3 separate regions of the Sus scrofa genome follow, and all the other regions are linked to region 3. The links are chromatin contacts, called in public HiChIP or PLAC-seq and promoter capture Hi-C maps. All regions are on one chromosome and are shown on one strand. The core of a region is the stretch at or near the end of the contact, and the rest is flanking DNA. Distances in the headings are between cores, read along the strand shown.

Region 1 (3,611 bases), core at 938-3,437, 1.5 Mb after region 3:
CCCCAAATCACTCCTTCCCTCATCCCACCCCAAATTAATAATTATTTTTTTTAGGACAAGATTTAAATTCAATTTTCACCACTGTACAACATCTTCTTATACACCTAAAACAGTCTTTTGCTAGCTACAATAGCAAAAGCTGAACTTCTGATTCATGAAGGGTAAAAAAAACCTAAACTTAAACTCATTATATATAAAATTCAAAAAAAATTTAATGAAAAAATTTTAACGTTTTTCATACCACTTCAAAGGATCCGAAATAGAAGATGAAAAAAGCATAGATTATAGCAAGTTAAAAAGTTTTCTCTGTACAGTACAAAAAAAAAATTGTATTGGGGAAATAATTATTAAAAATTATAATAATAAAATACAATCTAAGTATTGGAAAAAAGTCTTCTACTTATTTAAATAATTAAAAGGAAAAGTTGCTTTTAAGCTGTCGTGACCCTTTAGCATACATCTAAGTTATTCTGGATTTTTTTTTCCCCTTCAAGGATGCTTTTTTCCCAAAGCCCACTTAAGCTTCGTTTTCTCTCAATTTGATGTAGTCTATTTCCGGGACTATAAAATAAAGCGCAGGCATTAGGAATTCATCTTTGTGTTTAATGTTCTGGTCTCGCCTTAAACGAATTCATCCTTGATGGATGCAACAGATCCACCGGTGGGTCCTCTCTAACAATTCCTCATCTGCCTGGCCTCGCTGTAGGTATTGTTCGGACTTACCCCGCTATGGGCTTCATTACACTAGATCGCTTCCGTCTGAACTATAAATCAGAATTCAAGCTTGAGAGCGGCTGCCACGGTCCAAACATGTGGCTGGTGGGTGTCATTGTCTTTTTCCTCTTCCCCATTCAAACCCTTCCTTCCTTGTCCCCTAAAGCCATCTTATCTAAAGGTCCTATCCTTCCCCGCTTTTATCTCGCCCCCCCACCCCTTAACCTCCGGTCTAGTTCTTCCAGGTCAGCCCAGTCGGATACCACATTACTCTGTTTTTCCCGTGGCGGAGGCGGAGAGATGTCAGAACAGGCTGCACCTCTCGCAAACCCCTTCTCGAGACTGTCAACAAGGGAACAACTTCAGCCTAGCTTCCCAAAGTACCACGCCAAACGACAAAGTTATGGAAATTACAAGACAGAACCCTTCCCACGCCCAATCCTGCCAAATCAGCTCCACCTCAATTTTCCACGCCAATAAACAACAGCTCCTCTTGCTGCCGCCTCACAAAGGGTGAGAGCCTGTCCGCACCGCACGGTCGGCCGACACAACCTGCTCTTCCCGAGTCGAGCCCGAGCGCAGCCGCCGGCCCCGGGCCGAGCTAACTAACTGCCCTTCCTCCTCCACCCTGCCTCTGCCCCCCATCCAGCCGAGTTACTGTCAACTCCAGCCAGGCGGCCGGGGCTCGGCGAGGGCTCCCCGAGGTTAGCGGCGCCGGCTCAGGGCGAGCCCCCAGCGACCCCACCTCCCGCGCCGGCGCCCCCCCCATTCCCCCACCCCCATCCCCGGCCTCCTCCCCACTCACCTAACGCCACCTCGCACGCTTTGCGCAGTTGGGAGTGATGCGCCTTCTTCACTTCCTTGTCGGCCAAAATCTTCTCCAGGGCCCGGGTCAGGAACATGTTCTTCGTCTTCTTCCCCTCATACATGGACGCAGAGAAGGAGGCGGCGGCTCGTCCGACCCGCGGCTCCCAGCGGCTGGAGGGGAGGAGGAGGGGGAGGAAAAGCGGAGAGAAAGGAGAGGGGGTGGAGGTGGGGAAGAGGAGGCGTGGAGGGCAGCGGCAGGATCAGGAAGGGGCGGGCGGCCGAGGAGCGCGGAGGTCGTCACCGCCCCCAGAGGGGCCGCGCCCGTGGGACCTCCGCTTCTCCCCGCCCGGGGGTCGTTTGCCGGCCACCCCGCTCCACTTGTCCCTCCGGCCCGGGGGCGGCGAGGGAGCCCAGCTCGGCGGCCGTCAGCCGGAGGCCGAGGGACGAGGCGGCGGCTCAGAGGCCCGGCGAGAGCAGGGCTGCCCTGGCTACTGTGGGGATTAGCACCCGCCGTGGCCGCGGACTGGCCTCCATCACCGCCGACCTGCCCCGGCCGCCATGTTGGGAGGAAACGACGCGTCACGCAGCGGCCGAACGGCTGCAGAGGAGGAAGCGGCGGCGGCAGCGTCGGCTGCCCAGAGCTGCCGCGGCGCCGGGAGGCAGGGGGCGGAGGGCGGCGCGGGAGGAGCGGCTCGAGCCGCAGCGCTACGGCGGCCCGGCGGGGCCTCGCCGCCTCCCGCGTTTGCCTGCAGGGCGGCGTGGGGCGTGGCGGGCGTCCTGCGGCGCCACGCGGGGCGCTTCGGGCTCCTCACTGGGGCTGCGCCCTGGCACCCGGAACCCCCGGGGCCGAAGCTCCTACTGAATGAATGGGTCTCCCAGCTGCGCTGCATCCACGTATCGGAAGCATATGGAGAGCCCCCCGGTGGGCGCGCGGCCCCTTCCGCTCCAGGGGTCACGGAAACAGCCGTCCGGCCCAGGTTCAGCCGCGCGGTCTTCACCTGGCACTCTCGATTTTCAGTTTCCTTACCAGCTGCACGAAACTGCTGTCCAGGTCCGTGCCCGCCGACTACCTCAGGATTCTCTCTTGGGAAGACTAAAACCAATCTGACAAGGATTGGGGACTGTTTCACTTTTTCATTTCTGTAGGATAAAAATCGGTAAACTCTAGGTTTCAGATCTCTACTGAATTGAGATTAAAGTTAAGGGAACAGGTGAATGCTTCTGATTGATGAGTTCCCTTAGAGCTCTATGCCATTAATACTAAGATTCGGCTCAGGACAGGAAAACTAGTTTCAGAATGGAAAAGCTCTAAGTACAGATGTTACCGCAGACACACGTGTCTGCTTAAATACTAAAGAAGAATTCAGATGTCTACAATGTTTCATTCAGAACAGAAAATGATAAAGAATACCATTAAACTATATGCAAATAATTTACATGGTGATCTAGGTGCATATCTCCAAGTTCAAAGCTACTGTGTGGCTGTTATCAACCACACGCCCCAAACTGTTACACACTGTTAGACTGTGTCTCTCACAGTTCTGGTCTATTCGATCCTCTTGACTGTGGACTTGTCCTAATGCAACCATCCAAATTCAAAAATGGAGAGTCTGGGAGTTCGCGTCGTGGCTCAGTGAAAATGAACCTGATTAGCATCTATGAGGATGCTGGTTCAATCCCTGGCCTTGCTCAGTGGGTTAAGGATCCGCATTGCTGTGAGCTGTGGTGTAGGCCATCTCCTATTGATTGGACCCCTAGCCTGGGAACCTGTATATGCCGCCGGTATGGCCCTGATCTGGCATTGCTGTGGTTGTGTGGGCCAGCGGCTACAGCTCCAATTTGAGTGACAAGATTTGGGACAGTCTAAAAACCACGGGAAATAAAAATGGAAACCTTGAGAATGATCCTAATTAAAATGAACAAATTATTATTATTTTTTTTCATCTACACCTGAGGCATACAGAAGTTCCCTGGCGGGGGACTGAATCCGAGCCGCACCTGCAACCTCTGTCACAGCTGTGGCAATGCTGGATCCTCAACTCACCGTGCCATGGCAGGAACCCCTACATTAATTTTTCTAAACTTTCTTG
Region 2 (3,598 bases), core at 600-3,099, 1.2 Mb after region 3:
TAACAGTTAAGAATGTGGGCTCTGGAGTTCCTATTGCAGCTCAGTGGTAACAAACTTGACTAATATCTATGAGGATGTGGGTTCGATTTTTGGCCTCGCCCAGTGGGTTAAGGATCTGGCATTGCCATGATGTACTACATATACTGTGGAATGATCACCACAGTAGGTGTGATCGAAGATGTGGCTCAGATCTGGTGTTGCTGAGGCTATGGTGTAGAATGGCAGCTGTAGCTCTGATTCCACCCCTAGCCCAGGAACTTCCGTATGCCATGGGTGTGCCCCCTCCAAAAAAATGTGGGCTCTGACATCCATCTGCCTACCTTTGCATCCTTGCACTACCATGTCCTAGCTGTGACCTTGAGACATTCACTTAATTCTGTGCCTGTTTCCTTATCTATAAATAGGGATATTTCACAGGGCTGTTGCTAGGAGGAAATGAAGTAAATGAAATAATGTATATAAGGTACTTAGCCTAGTGCCTGACACATACTAAAACTTTTTAAATGCTAGCTGTTGTTAGCATTATCAACCTATCTTTTACAGAACTCTCAAAGAAGTCTGTTGAGGGCTGTGGCTTCTTTCTGTGGTATCAGCCTCAAAATGGAAAATGTAGCCTTATCTTTAGTTCTGCTATGATCACTGTTTAAGTTTTTCATCTGTGGTTGTGACTAAACTACTGTTGAATAAAATTACATTTTGGTCTCACTGATGTGGCTCAAGACAGCTAGGTTGTATATAACTAGAGATACAATCACACAGCGAGGCTAATAGTTTCCAAATATTTAATAGGCTCTATCAACCTAAAATGCACAGCCTGCTATAGAAAGAGCAGGTGAGGCAAACCAACTCAGTGCTCAGTCCTTAGTAAGTACTCAATAAACATTGCTGAATCTGAATAATGACAATTAAAGCTTGCCTTGTGGGACAGATGAAGCATGGTTTTTGTTGTTGACCACCGCTTTCCCATCTATCTCTCTGTTAGAGACGGTGCTCTTTTAACTCTATCTCTAACAATATCTGCTCTCAGGAAAGGATAAATGCTGTGGGAAAGAATCCTCGATCTGTCATCACTCTCAGGGACACAGCTGTTTTGCTAAATGGCAAAGAACTCTATTGATTTAATTTGTAGCTTATGTGAACTTGCTAACATTTTGGGAGACTAAGTAGAACCTCGCGGTGTTTCTAAAATAATTACCAGCAATCGAAAAACAATTACAGATCTAAACGATGGCTTTTAATTAAAGACCGTTGGGCTGGCTCAATTTCTGAAGACAGCTACAGTCTCCAGTCTAAGATCTGCTGCAAGTCCCAACAAAGTGTATACCGACACAGGATTCAAGGCAGAGTGTGTAGCATACGTGACGGTATGGGTGTTGAGGAGTAAAAGCCCAAATCACCGCTTGCCGTTTTCCTTTTCCATTCTCCCGAGGCAAACGGGTTAAAGAGACAGAAAGGGGAGTCAAGCGAGCCCCAAAGGAGGGACTTACGCTCAACTTGCGCGGATAAAAAGGCAAAGCAAAAATTCTCAGACGCTTACTCTTCCTCTTCCCTGCACAAGAAAAGACAAGCCCAGTCCCCGCTTCAGCTCCCACCCCTACTGGGTCTCTTAAACTCCCGCCACCCTTCCCTCCCCAGCATTTCGCCAGGGACCTCCTCACTCCTTAGTCCAGGGTTTCGCCGCCAGGATTTCTTGCTGCTGTTTTTTGTCGTATTTGTAGATTTCATCGATACTCTGGGCTTCCTGCATGTTGTTGGCTAATTCCCACGTTTTCTGGGCCATACCACTCCCAGAAGCCGCCATCGCAGAGGATTCGGAGAAGTTGTTGCCCCTACAACCAAGACGCAACTTCAACCTCGCTAGGTTTCCGGGTGTGGGCTTCAGACCCACCCCACCGCAGGTGCAAACTGGTACTAGACTCTCGAGGCAGCCATGACACCTAGAACCGGAGGTGAAGTTGGTACCGACCATTCGAGGATGGCGGGGGTCCTTCCGGAACGCGACGGTGTAAACAGCAGTTACACAATAGTTAGAGACAGAGGAATCTCCTTGTGGATTAAATGAAGACATATTATCTTGGAAAATTATATGTGTGAATTAAGACAAAAACAGCGTTTATGTAAGGAATGGTATAGCCTTCCGCACCGGAAGAAGGGCATGTAACGTTATGCCAGAAAACGAATTGACCTTCCTTGTTCGTACTGCGCAGGCTCGGCCTCCGCCATATTAAAAATAGATCCTTAAACGGGGATGGGAGAAAGAATTGTTTTTATGTAGGTGCAGGTACTTTAAATGCAGTAAGTTTGTTGAAAGACTTAAAAAAAAAAAAGGATGTCTGGAAAAATTGAGATAAATAGTTCTGAATGCTGGCTTTGAGAGAATACATGACATCCTAGTTTACTTTCAGATGAATCACCGCACATGTGTAAAATCCTATGGGCTCGTGGTTGGGCACTAAGCTTCTCTTGGGCGTTCTCTAGCGATCATATGAAGCTGTGGAAACTCGTGGATGGCTACGGTCATGCCTTGGTGTGTTTGTAAAAATTAACATCTCTAGGCGCTATTAATGTCCCGAAAATGTCCAGTACCCAGTTGCTATAATAGTTTACAGTTTAATCTTCTGCATTGCTCTGTGGAACTAACTCTGCTCCGAGACTGAATTAATCTAGGGGGAGTATTGGTTGTCATCCAAGAGTTCAAACGGTATTTAATTATTTCATTATTTGCTTGTTTTAGTTATTCTCCCCCCCCCCCCGCATTAGATTCTAAGTTCCAAAACACAGGGACCAGGTGTGCTCCTTGTTGTATCCTCAATGTCTACCATAGATGTTCAATTTTTTTCCCCCTGGGGGAAAAGGGGAGGGGGGGCATCACAATTCACCTCTCCAGTTTCATCTTTCTTTAGTTACCCTGAAACTTTGCATAAGGTGGCTAGCATTGCCTGAAAAGCTCTCCCCTGACTTTTCGGACTGGGAGTTTAAACTTACATTTAAAAACACAGCTCAGAGCTCTCTGCCACGCAATCCTTCTTAACTTTTCTCTCTCCAGTAATCCTTCTGCCGTGTCTCTAAATGCCTGTAGGTGCTTGCATAACTGTTACAGTGCAAGGAAATAATGTATTTGTTTACCTGGAAGTTTTTCTTTTCACTCTCAGTTTCAGAGTGCAGGGCACTTGGTTCTGAGCTGTATCCTCCACTCCTAGAAAGCTGTGTGACATTTAGTTAAGACAACATTAGTATTATGGAATCCACAACTCCGCCTGTGGTTTTGACATTAAATTCCATTTGAAGAAAATTTATCTTTCAAGCCCTCGTACAAACTAACAAGATAAAGGTCACTTAGTTCCACTGTCCCGGGAATCTAGATATCTCTTTTCTAGTGGTAGCATATGGCCACTAAGTTTTGGGGTGTACTGCATATGTTGAAATTAATAATAGAAGCCTAGGACAAAACGTTGACCACATTCCTGGGAGAACGATAATGCCCTGGAAAGGTGTGCCAACAAGTTTTCTCTCACTACCAACCTTATCCACTCCCCCACCCCACCCCTAGGCTTTGACCCTTAGGCCGACTGGAGGAGACAGAATCAATTTCGCTTTG
Region 3 (3,766 bases), core at 882-3,381:
AGCTGACATAAGTGGTAACGTACCCCTGAAATGACATTATGAGACGAGCATCTCACCCATGTGGTACTTTACCCAAAATTTATAATCCCAGTCTCATCATGAGAAACACATCTGACAAATTCAAACTGAGGAACATTTTACAAAATACCTGACCAGACTCCTCAAGAGTGTCATGAGTTATAAATAAAGAATGAGAAACTCTTGACAGGGAGTTCCTCTTGTGGCACAGTGGAAACCTGACTGGTATCCATGAAGACGCACGTTCCATCCTTGGCCTCGCTCAGTGGGTCGGGGCCCTGGTGTTGCCATGAGCTGTGGTGTAGGTCACAGACATGGCTCAGATCTGGCATTGCTGTGGCTGTGATGTAGGCTGGCAGCTGTAGCTCCAATTCAACCCCTAGCCTGGGAACTTCCATATGCTGTGGGTTCAGCCCTAAAAAGAAAAAGAAAAAAAAAAAAGAAAGAAACTCTTGATAGGCCAGAGGAGTCTAAGGAAACATGATGACTAAATGCAATGTGGCAATTTGGATTGGAGTCTGGAACAGAAAATTATGATTTTATAATCACATATATTTTTATCTTTATTTTTATTTTGCTTTTTAGGGCTGCACTCATGGCATATGGAAGTCCCCAGGCTAGGGGTGGAATCAGAACTGTAGCTGCCAGCCTACGCCAACAGCAACATGGAGTTGGAGCTGCATCTGTGACCTACACCATAGCTCACATCAATGCTGAGGAACGCCAGGGATCAAACCCATACCCTCATGGATACTAGTTGGATTCATTTCCACTGCGCCACAACAGGAACTCCCTGTAATCTTATAATTTTAAAAGTGTGATGACTGGAAGATTTCCCCCTAGATTAACTTTTGGCTCAGCACATTTCAAACTCTTTTCTCTTTCTCCACCCATGTGCATCTACTGCCAGGTGCCCTGGGACACATTCATTTATGAGATAGAATAGAGTGTAGCTAGGAGTTTTCCTGGAAGCTATTCCAACACCAGGAGAGTCAGAAATAACTTATCAGGGAAGTGGCTCCAGTTCCATCTCAACTCTTTCCCTCACTCAGATCCCCCAAAAGCCCAGAGCCACTCCAGGGCACCTAGAAGGGAAGTGTGAAGGAAAGGAAATTGGCATGGAAAAAAGCCTTAGCCAATCCCTGTTGAGGACAGCTCTAAGACATATGAGTTTAAAACTACATATGATCATGTGCATTAGGTGCTGGGGCCCCTTTAAAGAGTTGAAAACTACATATGATCATGTGCATTATTAGGTGCTGGGGCCCTTCCTTGGCTCTTGGAGAGAGCTGGTGCAAGTCAATGGCAGATGCTTCATTAGCTTCGCACTAAATCCACCCTAGGAAAATCTCATAAGCAACAAGTGAACTTTGTTAGATATATCGCCATGCTCTGCCCCTGCCCCTTGAGCTCAGATGCTTCTGCTGCTTCATCAGACCCCAGCCCAAGCATTCTCTTCTTCCAGATGCACTCCCTGAGAACCCGGGCAGGCTTAGGCGGGTTTCCCAGCCCCCTCCATACCTGGTTACAACTTTTGGTTATATAAATTAACCTTGTTGTTAGCCCGTAGGCTCACTGAGGGCGTGGTTCAAAGCTCTTTAAAATCTTTGTATTGTCACAGTGGGCCCCTAACAAGCCCTTGTTAAGTAGATGAATTAACGCTTTTGCTGAAGGGGGAAAGCCTCGCCAGGGAGAGACTTGGGCACCCGGATTAAAAACTTCAGAGCTCTGTTGTCTGCTTACGACCTCTGGGATCAATTACAATGGGAGGGTAAGAGAAACAGCCAATCAGCAATAGGCTCTTGAAAAGCCAAACAGAAATAGGTTTCTCCGCTCTACGTATGAATCTTTTGTCAGTCCTACCCATATTACCATGCTTAATATATTGTTAGCTATTAAGTGCAATGATCATATTTTCAAGAGAGAATGAATTGAACCCAGAGTGTCTTGGGATACTCAGCTACTAAAAATCACGTGTCCCAACGAATAAAACTTAAACATGTTAGAACCGAAGACTTGGTAAAGTAAAATCCTAACCCTTCAGGCACTTTGTACAATCCGACAGCCCTACTTCCCCTAGACAAACACACCCGAGATACGAAGTCCGCAAAGGCTGGGTGAGCACAAGTTGCTACACCGCGAGATGAAACAGCTCATTTATTAGCTTAACAAGGGCTAAGATTCACATCTTCTTTCAAGGTAATACACACTTGGGGCTACATTCAGAATGTGGGTCTTTCTTGAGGTTGAAGTTTACAAAGCACTTGCCAAGGCAGAGAACTGAGGACAAAAAGCAAGGTCCACGGGAAAGCCCACGCGATAGCCGAGCCCAACGCGTGCGCACACTGCGAGAGGCCGCTCCAGGCTCGTGCAGCGATCTTCTGGCCTTCCGCTTGCGGCTCCCGCCTCCAGGCCGGAGGGAGCCGTTGATTGGTGAGCCTCGCCCGGGCTCGGGGCGGAGATTGGGTGATTGGCAGCAACGCCCCGGGACGGTCAAGCTGGAAGGTGGAGTAGCTGAAGAAGCCGGCGGGCTGCCTCGCGCCGGAGGTAGAGTGAGGTAAAAACTCTGGAAAGCGGTTGGCTTGGGGTCGAGGAGGCGCCCCGGGGACGGCGGCGGGAACCTTTGGTGACACTCAGGGTAGGAGGTGAAGGAGCCGGGTTTGGGTTTTCGGGGAGGCCGGCGGGCTCCGCGTACCGGTGGGGTGTCCGCGCCGCGGCTGAAGGGAGGCGGAGATGTCCGGGGGCGGCCGTGCTGGCCGAGGGCCCTGCTGGGGCTGGAGCTTTGGCGGAGCGGAGCGAATTCGGCCGACTTGCCGGGCAAGGCAGGACTCACCCACCCGCCCACCTATTCTCCCCATCGCTGCCCCCTTCCTCCCCCGGCCTTTGGTCGGTCGTCGGGAGCCGGCAGTTCGCGCGCCGGCAGTCAGGCAGCGGCCCAGGGAAGGGCCTTTGCGGCAGTTCCCTTGGGTGTTGCGCTTTCCCGGGGGTTCGGTGGCGTGACTCGGCGGGTGCTCCTCCTGTCCGGGCCTCGGGGATTGGGAGGGAGGAGCATACCTGTTGGGCCGCCTGGGAGGCGTAACCAGCCTCAGCTGGCCGGCGTCCCCGTTTCACTTTTCGCCTCTTAGAACTTGCCACTTTGTCTTCCCGACCGGGACCGGGATTTGCATTAAGCCCCAAAGGAAAACAGAAAACACCTCGACCTTTGGACATTTAACAGCACTTTTTATTATGGGAGTCTTCAGACTCTCCAGTGTCACGAGGATAGTAGGAGAGCTCCGTGCACCCATTACCCAATTTAAAATCAGTAACTGGCCAGGCTTGCTCCTTCCCCCGCCCCGATTATTTTGAAGTATATCTCAGACATATTTCATTTCTTGTACATATTTCCTCATGATCAGCAATTGTACTTCTTTTCCAGTCATTTGCTTTGTGGAGAAGTTGAGTAAAATAAGGCACTTTTGAACGTGTAGATAGCGCTAATTTAGTTTGCGCTGCAAGACTGTGGGTAGTTCTCCGAAGGTAGAGTTTCATTACCTGAAAACAAAGGTGCCACATAATCTAGTTTTGTCTGTAGCTTTACTGCTTTTGAGTAGTAATAATAGTACTGATAATTAGCATTTACCGGGTTCTTGGTATGTATGGAACACTGAAATTATCACCTGTTCATTTAACTTTTACAACAGCTGTGTGAAGTGGGTATTGTCCCATTTTACAGATGAGGGGAAAATAGGCTGAGAGAGATTAAACA

What was found. Promoter capture Hi-C pulls out the DNA fragments that hold promoters and counts their contacts. HiChIP or PLAC-seq counts read pairs in DNA pulled down with a chosen protein or histone mark.
Region 1: an H3K27ac HiChIP or PLAC-seq map of alveolar macrophages shows a contact between it and region 3. The contact joins the promoter of ARFGEF1 here to the promoter of MTFR1 in region 3. A contact is called at or near these places in 1 of 5 promoter capture datasets (liver) and 1 of 2 datasets of contacts at active chromatin or transcription factors (alveolar macrophages).
Region 2: a promoter capture Hi-C map of fetal liver shows a contact between it and region 3, with 6 times the contacts expected there. The contact joins the promoter of COPS5 here to the promoter of MTFR1 in region 3. A contact is called at or near these places in 2 of 5 promoter capture datasets (fetal liver and liver) and 2 of 47 Hi-C or Micro-C datasets (alveolar macrophages and heart right ventricle).

Annotation. Positions count from the first base shown.
Region 1 is chr4:67,464,093-67,467,703 of Sscrofa11.1, reverse strand. It overlaps ARFGEF1 (brefeldin A-inhibited guanine nucleotide-exchange protein 1), which reads right to left and starts at 2,187. Exons shown (of 39, transcript XM_001928010.7): 1 at 1,520-2,187. The coding sequence starts at 1,643.
Region 2 is chr4:67,739,067-67,742,664 of Sscrofa11.1, reverse strand. COPS5 (COP9 signalosome subunit 5) reads right to left here and starts at 1,849. Exons shown (of 8, transcript NM_001105300.1): 1 at 1,659-1,849. The coding sequence starts at 1,801. The region is part of intron 3 of CSPP1 (centrosome and spindle pole-associated protein 1); the gene reads left to right.
Region 3 is chr4:68,968,363-68,972,128 of Sscrofa11.1, reverse strand. It overlaps MTFR1 (mitochondrial fission regulator 1), which reads left to right and starts at 2,131. Exons shown (of 7, transcript XM_021089295.1): 1 at 2,131-2,565.